3 separate regions of the Mus musculus genome follow, and regions 2 and 3 are each linked to region 1. The links are chromatin contacts, called in public HiChIP or PLAC-seq and promoter capture Hi-C maps. All regions are on one chromosome and are shown on one strand. Each heading gives the region's core, a stretch centred on a gene start, on an enhancer-like site or on the middle of the called end of the contact. The rest is flanking DNA. Distances are from core to core; before and after follow the strand shown.

Region 1 (2,703 bases), core at 125-2,624:
AGAAGAAGAAGAAGAAGAAGAAGAAGAAGAAGAAGAAGAAGAAAAGCAAGAAAGCAAGGTGGGTTACACCTGATAAAAATTCTGGGAAAGTTGAGAACTGTTAGTTGTGGGATTTTCTGTTTAATGTTCTTGGACTACAGTTGTCACAGAAAGTGAAACGATGGTTTTGGGGGACACCGCTGTCAGGCCAACTGGGCTTGTCTTTTCAGAGCAATGTCCACATCTCAGATGCGCCCTTCAGAGGAAGAGGCTCGGGGTATTCTGGGTGTGGCAGTGGCGCCCTCTACATTCACACAGATGGACGCTTACAGGCAGCGTTCCTTCCAGAAAACCATTGAAAGGAGGTGCAACCTCACAAGCTGAAAACTAATTTCCCGCCGAAATTACTTCCATGGTAACTAACAAACGCTTCCCAGACAAAGCAATAAGGAAAAGACTAAGGAATAGGCAGAGACAACGTCAGCATGCTCGCAAGCCACGGGCTGGAAACAGGTGGGATCTGCAGTCTTCACAGCAGCCCAGGGGCCGCGGGAGACCCTTTCCTCCCAGCTACAAAAGTCAAGGCATGCTCAACTTCTGAGACGGAGCCATTCTAAAATGCTGGAAGTCACAGCTTCCCACTAATGAGCCTAATGGAAGGGTATCCGTGCTTCGTTCTCTACTACATTTCTGCGGGTGGTAGACAAGAAAGGGCTTTTAGAGAAACTGAAATATACCAAGCTCATCTGCTGCCTTTGAGAGTGATTTAAAAGACAGAAAAATGTCACAGCCCCTCTCCCCCGCCCCCTTTATCATTAGCAGCTACCTGTGGCCCAACTAAATATGTAGCCAGGAGTAAGGCCCAGTTGCCCAGCCAGGCTATTAGGCATTCCTTTCTGGCTCAATGGATTGGTGCTCTCAGACCAGCAGGAGCTGAGAAGACTGTCATGGTGTGTCATTTCCATAGTCTGGGACCAGGGACCAATAGCTCATTGAGAGATCTAGAGTCCCTGGGACCTGCTGATTCACCCCGTGCTCTTCATGCTTCCAGACCCAGAACCTACATAATCGCCCGTGGGGAGCCTGTTCCCACCGAGCCATGGGCCCCTGACCTGTACCGTGACAAGGTTGAGGCGGAGTCAGACCACATTATCAAGGTGTAGGCCTGGGTGGGCCCTATGAAGACAAAGGGCATCCGTGGTTCCTGGAAGAAAGGCCTAGCACTTGAGTTCAGGAGACCCTGCCAAGAGGAAATCCTCAGGACTGAGGTGGGATATGCGAGCCTCCCAGGGTCCACTGACCATAAGAGGAAGTTGGCTGCCTTTCTGCCTGTTAGCTGAGCAAACAACACAGTTCCCAGGAGGGTGAGGTTCCACTCCTGGATATATGAACCCATCGGAGCCAGGCTTCAGGAAGATTGTCTTATAGGTCCTGGGAGCATCTTCTGAGACTCATTCTACCATGAAGCTTACCACCACCTTTCTAGTGCTCTGTGTGGCTCTGCTCAGTGACTCTGGTGAGTTCCCTTGGGGGCTTAGTATCTCCTATGGAGGATCTGCCATTGTTACCTGCTTTTTCCTGGCCACTGACTGCTCCAGCTGGTTTTTACCATATAGCCTTCACTCTTGTGCAGATGTTGATGGGAGCTATTCTAGCAGAGTTGTCTACAGGGGAACCCAGATGCTCCTCTGCTTATCCCTTCCAGGGTTTCCTCTATTTTTCCTATGATCCTTTAAAGCTTTCTGCTGTCAGCGCAACCTGAGTCCCACCTGAGCCTCCGAGCTGCCTCTCACTCACATATCCACCTACTCACCTTCAGCTCACCCACTAGTCTGATGACATCTTCAAGGGCCAGCCCTGGATTGATGCCACCCATCCCATCTGCTCTCAACCTGGTTAATGTCCCCACAATCAGCAAGGCACAGTATGAATGTCCCCAACTCTAAAAACCTTACCCATCTCCTATGGCTCTCTCTCTGTAGCCATCTCCTTCCTGGGCCCAATATATGGCCACCTTTCCTAACTTCTGTTGGCATCTCCCTTGACACAGGGCAGCCATCAATCAAGAAGTAGGAGGGTGGCTATGACTTCTCCCTTGGGTGCCCTCCCTGGAGGAGTTAGGTCTTCAGAATCTTTGAGAAGGCCCTAGGTTCTCTGTTTGTATTGGCAGGTGTTGCTTTCTTCATGGACTCATTGGCCAAGCCTGCGGTAGAACCCGTGGCCGCCCTTGCTCCAGCTGCAGAGGCTGTGGCAGGGGCTGTGCCTAGCCTACCATTAAGCCACTTGGCCATCCTGAGGTTCATCCTGGCCAGCATGGGCATCCCATTGGATCCTCTCATAGAGGGATCCAGGAAGTGTGTCACCGAGCTGGGCCCTGAGGCTGTAGGAGCTGTGAAGTCACTGCTGGTAACATGGGCATCTTCCTTTCGTGGTTACTTCCTCCTGGGTGGTTACCCCTCCCCAGACACCTTCCACATCAGAAAGAGAGAGAGAGAGAGAGCCTTGCTTCCTGATCTGCTCCAGCAAGCCATATCCTAACAAAACTGGGAAGACTCCAAAGAGTTGTTCAGGGTTTACCTTTCGCAAGTGGCTGCCAGCCAGCCATGACGTTTGTCCTAAGGCTCTCTCCCTATGGGCTTTACAGAGACCCTCCCCAGAACCAGCTACTATGCCTTCCTGTCTTGAGTAAGCTCGGGTACCCAGGTCCTCTCCTCAGCAATCCTC
Region 2 (2,703 bases), core at 107-2,606, 880 kb before region 1:
GAGGGAACAGATGAATGGAATTGGGATGCATGGTATAAAATTCACAAAGAATCAATAAAAAGTTAAAACACAAACACACACACAAATTACCACTCAAGTCATCAAAATATCTAGCAAAACCTGTCCTTTTGCCATACACATTTAGGTTCCAATATTTTCACTAAAAAATACAAAACTGGCAGGGCATGGTGGCGCACGCCTTTAATCCCAGCACTCGGGAGGCAGAGGCAGGCGGATTTCTGAGTTCCAGGCAAGCCTGGTCTTCAAAGTGAGTTCCAGGACAGCCAGGGCTACACAGAGAAACCCTGTCTCGAAAAACCAAAAAAAAAAAAAAAAAAAAAAAAAAAAAAAGTATACAAAACTAGCATGGGTCTAAGAGCAGAGACTGGAGTGAAGTAGGCCTGGGTCTAAATCTTCACTGATTTCTTAAGTGAATGGCCTTGGGTTTATTACATAACTTCTACATCTCATTTTTTAAAAATGAACAGAATTTCACAGCTCTCCTAGTTGGGCGGTGATGGTGCACACCTTGAATTCCAGCACTTGGGAGGCAGAGGCAGACGGATCTCCTTGAGTTCCAGGACATCCAAGGCTACACAAAGAGACTGTCTTGAGCCCCACCCGCAAAATATGCAAAAACAAACAAACTAAAAAGGCTAAGTTTGGGTTTCGTTTTTTTTAAAGTCTGCACACATTCTGCTGGGCTGTGATGCACACCTTTACTCCCAGCAGTGGGAAAGCACAGGCAGATGGAACTCAGTGACGCACTTTGTATCCCAGGCAGGCCAGGAATACAAAGTGAGACCCCACAACTAAAGAAATAGATAAATCGATGGTTAACTAACTAACTGTCATTACAGCCATCCATGTGGATACAGCATACATGTGGACACTGGCGACAACTTGAGGAAATCAGTTATTTCTTTCTGCTGAAAAGGTCCTGGGCATCAAACACAGCTCATTAAGCTTGGTACCTTACAGCTGAGCCATCTCACTGGCCGTGAAATAGATCTTTTGTGATTTGTTATCAGTAAATGTTTTATCCTTATCTCTATTTTATAGACCTACTGTGTGATTTCAGTAAGACATGTCTTCCATAGGCTCTTGTATTTGTTTTGTTTTGAGACAGGGTTTCTCTGTATAGCCCTGGCTGTCTTGGAACTCACTCTGTAGACCAGGCTGGCCTCGAACTCAGAAATCCGCCTGCCCCTGCCTCCTGAGTGCTGGGATGAAAGGCGTGTGCCACCATGCCCGGCAGGCTCTTGTATTTGAACACTTGTTCCCCAGTTGGTGCTGTTTGGGGAGGTAGTGGAACCTTTAGGCAGATCAGCCTTGCTGGAGGAAGTGCGTCATTGGGAGCTGCTGGTTCTGAGAGTTGATGGCCTGACTGCACTTCCTGCTTTCAGTCTCACTCTCACTCTCTTGATCCCCACCCCCTCGGCAAATGAACACATGACCAGCCGGCTTACACCACACACACACACACACACACACACACAGTTCTGCCTGCAGCCCCTGTCTCCCGCCAACATATGGACTCTATGCCCCTGGAACCATAGCAAACCCATTTTTCCTTAAGCTGCTTTGGGCTAGAGGCATTTTTGTCACAGCAACAGAAAAGCAACAAATATACTTAATATATTTTCCTATCCCAGGTTGCCTAAAAGATTCTTGGGCAAAAGGGATCACAAGTAGCATTTTCTTTATTAATCATTCCATTCGTTTATATCTCAAATGATATCCCACTTCCTGGTTATCCCTCCACCAACCACCCATGCCACATCTGCCCTCCCCCTTCTCTTTGCCTGTATGAGAGTACACCCCCACCCACCACCACCGCCACCCCACCGCTTCAGCATCCGCCTATGCTGGGGCATCAAACCTCCCCAGGACCAAGGGCCTCCCCTCCCATATATTTTGAAATAAAAATCAATATAATGTCCTACTCATATGAAAAAATACTAAACTAAAATTCAAACGAAGGCTGGCGACAGGGCTCAGTGGATAACGTGCTTGCCTCAAGCCTAGCCTGACTACTTAAGGTTGATCCCCAAGTACCTCCCAAACGACAAAGGGAATAGAACCCACTTTTGCGCGTTGTCTTTTGATGAGGGAGGAGAGGGAGAGGGAGAGAGGGAAATCAGACACAGAGACAAAAAAAAGGGGGGGGGGGGAGATTTTGTGCTTAATTTACTAATGAGAACTGGGAACCAAAGCGGACACAAGGTGGCAGCACTAAGCTCCACAGACGGAGATTTTGGAATGTTTGCTTGCTTGCTGTGCCTTTTTGTGCCCGGTAGAACAGAATGCTTCTTGGAGTGTCCGTTTATTGCCTGATGAGTGCTTTACCCTCTGAGCTTCCTCACAGGCCGCTTACGCATAGTTTAATGTACAAACTATAAAATGAATCATCCAAAATGGCAAAGGAACCCCAAGTTCCCCAAGATGCCCAACTTGCTCACAAGTTATTTAATTAAAAAAAAAAAAAAAAACGGGCATGGTGGCACACGCCTTTAATCCCAGCACTTGGGAGGCAGAGGCAAGTGGATTTCTGAGTTCGAGGCCAGCCTGGTCTACCGAGTAAGTTCCAGGGCTATACAGAGAAACCTTGTCTTGAAAAACCAAAATAAAATAAAATAAACAAATAAAAATTGTTGCCTAGGTTTGACTCCCAGCACCAAAAAAAAGATGATAAAGATGTGA
Region 3 (2,703 bases), core at 132-2,631, 550 kb after region 1:
CAGCCAAAGCTACCTAGAGAAACCCTGTCTTGAAAAAGCAACCAAAAAAAAAAAAAAAAGCCATTTTAATGTGTTCTAATTCCTAATAGTAAAATGAATACTAAAGTAGACCAGCCATTGCCTGGAACTGGAAAGGATACAAGATGACAAACAGGAAAAAAATTATATAATAAAATAATAATTATTACAATAATTGTTATATAATTTTTATGTAATATATAAATAAAATTTATAAAACAATGAAGAGATTCTAAGCCGAATGTGAAAATAGTTATACAACTCATTTTTTTTTTTTAAATGCAAGGAGCTGGGGAGGTAGCTCAGTTGCTCGAGGGCCTAACATGCATGAAGCCCTGGACTGGATGCCTAGCACAAAGATGACTCAGAAGGACAATTTAGAGATACAGGCCATCCCGGCCATATAGTAAGACCTGTCTCTGCTAATACGAAAGAATAATCGTTATACACTTTTACTGGGTGAATTGCACAGGTCCTAGGTTATAACGCAGTTACACTGAAAATTTTCTGTCCAGTAGTCCCTGTGATTCCTGCACTAGAAAATTGAGACAAGAGGATTGGAGTGATTGAGGACGGCCTAAACCACTCGTGAATTCCAGGCCAATCAGGCTACGTGGCTTTATTTCAGAAAAGAGAGAGACTGACCAACCAACCTGGCCTACCCACAGTCCTCCATAGAGATCGCAAAACCATTCCCTCCCACAGGGAGGGTCTTGTCCACTCGTCTCTTGTCAACAACCTCTAGCTCCACCCCATGCAGCCACCAGCCACTCCAACGCAAGAGACTGAGCTAGTTCCGGGGTCCCCTACCTCCCTTCCCACGGGCTGCCCCACCCCGCCCCCGCTGCTTATTTATCCGCGTCACTCCTCTCCACCCCTCCTCCACGTCTGCCTGGTCCCAGGTCTTCCGGGGCTTTAACTGAACCCACCACCGGGCGTTACGGGGAGCAAGCGAACCGCTGGATGTTAGATGTAACCTGAGCGGCCGCCTGACCACCCTGTCCCCGCGGGGAGCCAGAGGACACGCCGCCTCGTCCTCGCCCAGACCTACTACTCCCTGGCGGGGGAGGTTGGCTTCCCCGCCCCAGGCCCTCACCGCGGTAGTGCGCCTGGAAGCCGCCAGGCCTCAGCGTGGGGAACAGCACAGCCACTCGGCTCAGCAGCCTCTCGCAGGGCCCCGGGCCGGCCGCGGCTTGGGCTTCCGCCTCCGGCTCCGGGCTGAAGCAGAAGCTGAAGCGGCGGATCTCGCGGGTCGCCTCCTCCTTGCCCAGAAGATAGGCCTTCACCGTGAACGACGCCATAACCGCGGTCTAGGTACGGACGAAACAGCTGGGCAGCGGCGGCGCCGAGAGCCCAGCTTTTATAGAAAACGGGGGAGCCCCGCCTCGTGGGGGCGGAGCCTCTATGAGCCCCGCCCCTCCCCTAGGCTGGGGCGGCCGCTGGAGCCCCCTTGATGGGACCCTTGAAAGGTACGGGGTCGAGACGACCCCACTGCCTACTCTTTTCTTTCCCACCGAATACATGGGTGACCACAAGAGACCAGCCTCAGCCTCAAGTCGTTGGGAAAAGGACCCGTAAGTATCGAGCCTAGGTACCTCCCAGGCTTGGGCCTGCCTATGACTCAGCAGTGTCGTCCCCAAGCCAGGGGGGATGTACGGCCCAGAAGCTAGGAGGACACAGATGTCTACTGTCAGGTAGCCATTCTTTTAGCCAAACAGGCTGTCTCACAGGATGCTATTCCGACCCTCCTAAACATAGTGTCCCCGGTAGTAGCCCCCACTCCCACCCCCTTCCAGGCATCCACCATGACCAGCCCCTCACTGAATAAAGGAACATCACCCACCATCTTAGGCCTCACCCAATTTAACAAAGATCAGGTTGAGAGGTGTTGGACAAGCACTGGTGACTTCTCACAAACCCACCCTGTAAGAGGGGTAGCCAGGGCTCCAGAGGCAGCAGTAGTCACAACCTGTTCATTGCAACCAGAGATTCCTCACTGCAGCCCAGACACACACACACATACACACACATTCATATTCTCTCTCTCTCTCTCTCTCTCTCTCTCTCTCTCTTTCTCTCTCTCTCTCTCTCGGAAGGTACATGTATCTCAGGCCTTAGTGGCTTCAAAGCACAAAGGGATCAGACCACCTGCCCTCCATCTAGGAACCAAAATACAAGCTATAGCCAGTCCTGTGCCACAGGTTGGTTATTCCAGCTGTTTGAGGTGCTGAGGCAGGAAAAGACCAAGTTCAAGATATTCTGCTTGAGCAACTTGGTGAAACTGTTTCAAAATAGAAAGTGATCCTAGTACTTGGGAGGTCAGAGGTTCCAGAGTTCAAAGCCAGCCTTGGCTGCATGAGGCTTCTAAGAAAGAAAAAAAGTCTGGGTGCTGGGGGGCGGGAATAAAGAATCTGGCTATACAGTTTAGTAAGGATACAGGAGATTTAGCTTAGTAGGGATACAGCTTATAGAGATTTAGCTTAGTAGGGATACAGGTCATGAGGATTTAGCTTAGTAGGGATATACCCGGGAGATATCATTAATGGGAATTTGGTGCATAGGGATATAGCTCAGTGACAGAGCACCTGCCTAGTATGTGTTACATCTTAGGTTCAACCCCCAATACAAACGCCAAAACCAGGAAATGCTGCTTTCTGTGGCCAGAGTGACCTGTTAGCTAGCATG

The links. Promoter capture Hi-C pulls out the DNA fragments that hold promoters and counts their contacts. HiChIP or PLAC-seq counts read pairs in DNA pulled down with a chosen protein or histone mark.
Region 2: a contact with region 1 is called in an H3K4me3 HiChIP or PLAC-seq map of bone marrow-derived macrophages, with 8 times the contacts expected there. The contact joins the enhancer-like site here to the promoter of Scgb3a1 in region 1. A contact is called at or near these places in 4 of 39 promoter capture datasets (the 3T3-L1 cell line, liver, stem cell-derived epiblast-like cells and 1 more) and 3 of 115 datasets of contacts at active chromatin or transcription factors (bone marrow-derived dendritic cells, bone marrow-derived macrophages and embryonic stem cells).
Region 3: a contact with region 1 is called in a promoter capture Hi-C map of pre-B cells, with 2.7 times the contacts expected there. The contact joins the promoter of Sqstm1 here to the promoter of Scgb3a1 in region 1. A contact is called at or near these places in 1 of 39 promoter capture datasets (pre-B cells) and 1 of 9 other capture datasets (embryonic stem cells).

What each region holds. Positions count from the first base shown.
Region 1 is chr11:49,662,221-49,664,923 of GRCm38.p6, forward strand. It overlaps Scgb3a1 (secretoglobin, family 3A, member 1), which reads left to right and starts at 1,375. Exons shown (of 3, transcript NM_054037.2): 1 at 1,375-1,495; 2 at 2,150-2,385. The coding sequence starts at 1,441.
Region 2 is chr11:48,786,590-48,789,292 of GRCm38.p6, forward strand. No RefSeq gene overlaps it. Among named protein-coding and RNA genes, the nearest start is that of Gm36109, 11 kb to the right of the region's middle. Within about 2 kb of position 1,357, at least 199 of the 459 cell types and tissues checked have an H3K27ac peak or open chromatin away from gene starts, as enhancers often do. A contact at or near this core is called in bone marrow-derived dendritic cells, bone marrow-derived macrophages, embryonic stem cells and 2 more, where this site is marked.
Region 3 is chr11:50,209,439-50,212,141 of GRCm38.p6, forward strand. It overlaps Sqstm1 (sequestosome 1), which reads right to left and starts at 1,382. Exons shown (of 8, transcript NM_011018.3): 1 at 1,115-1,382. The coding sequence starts at 1,319.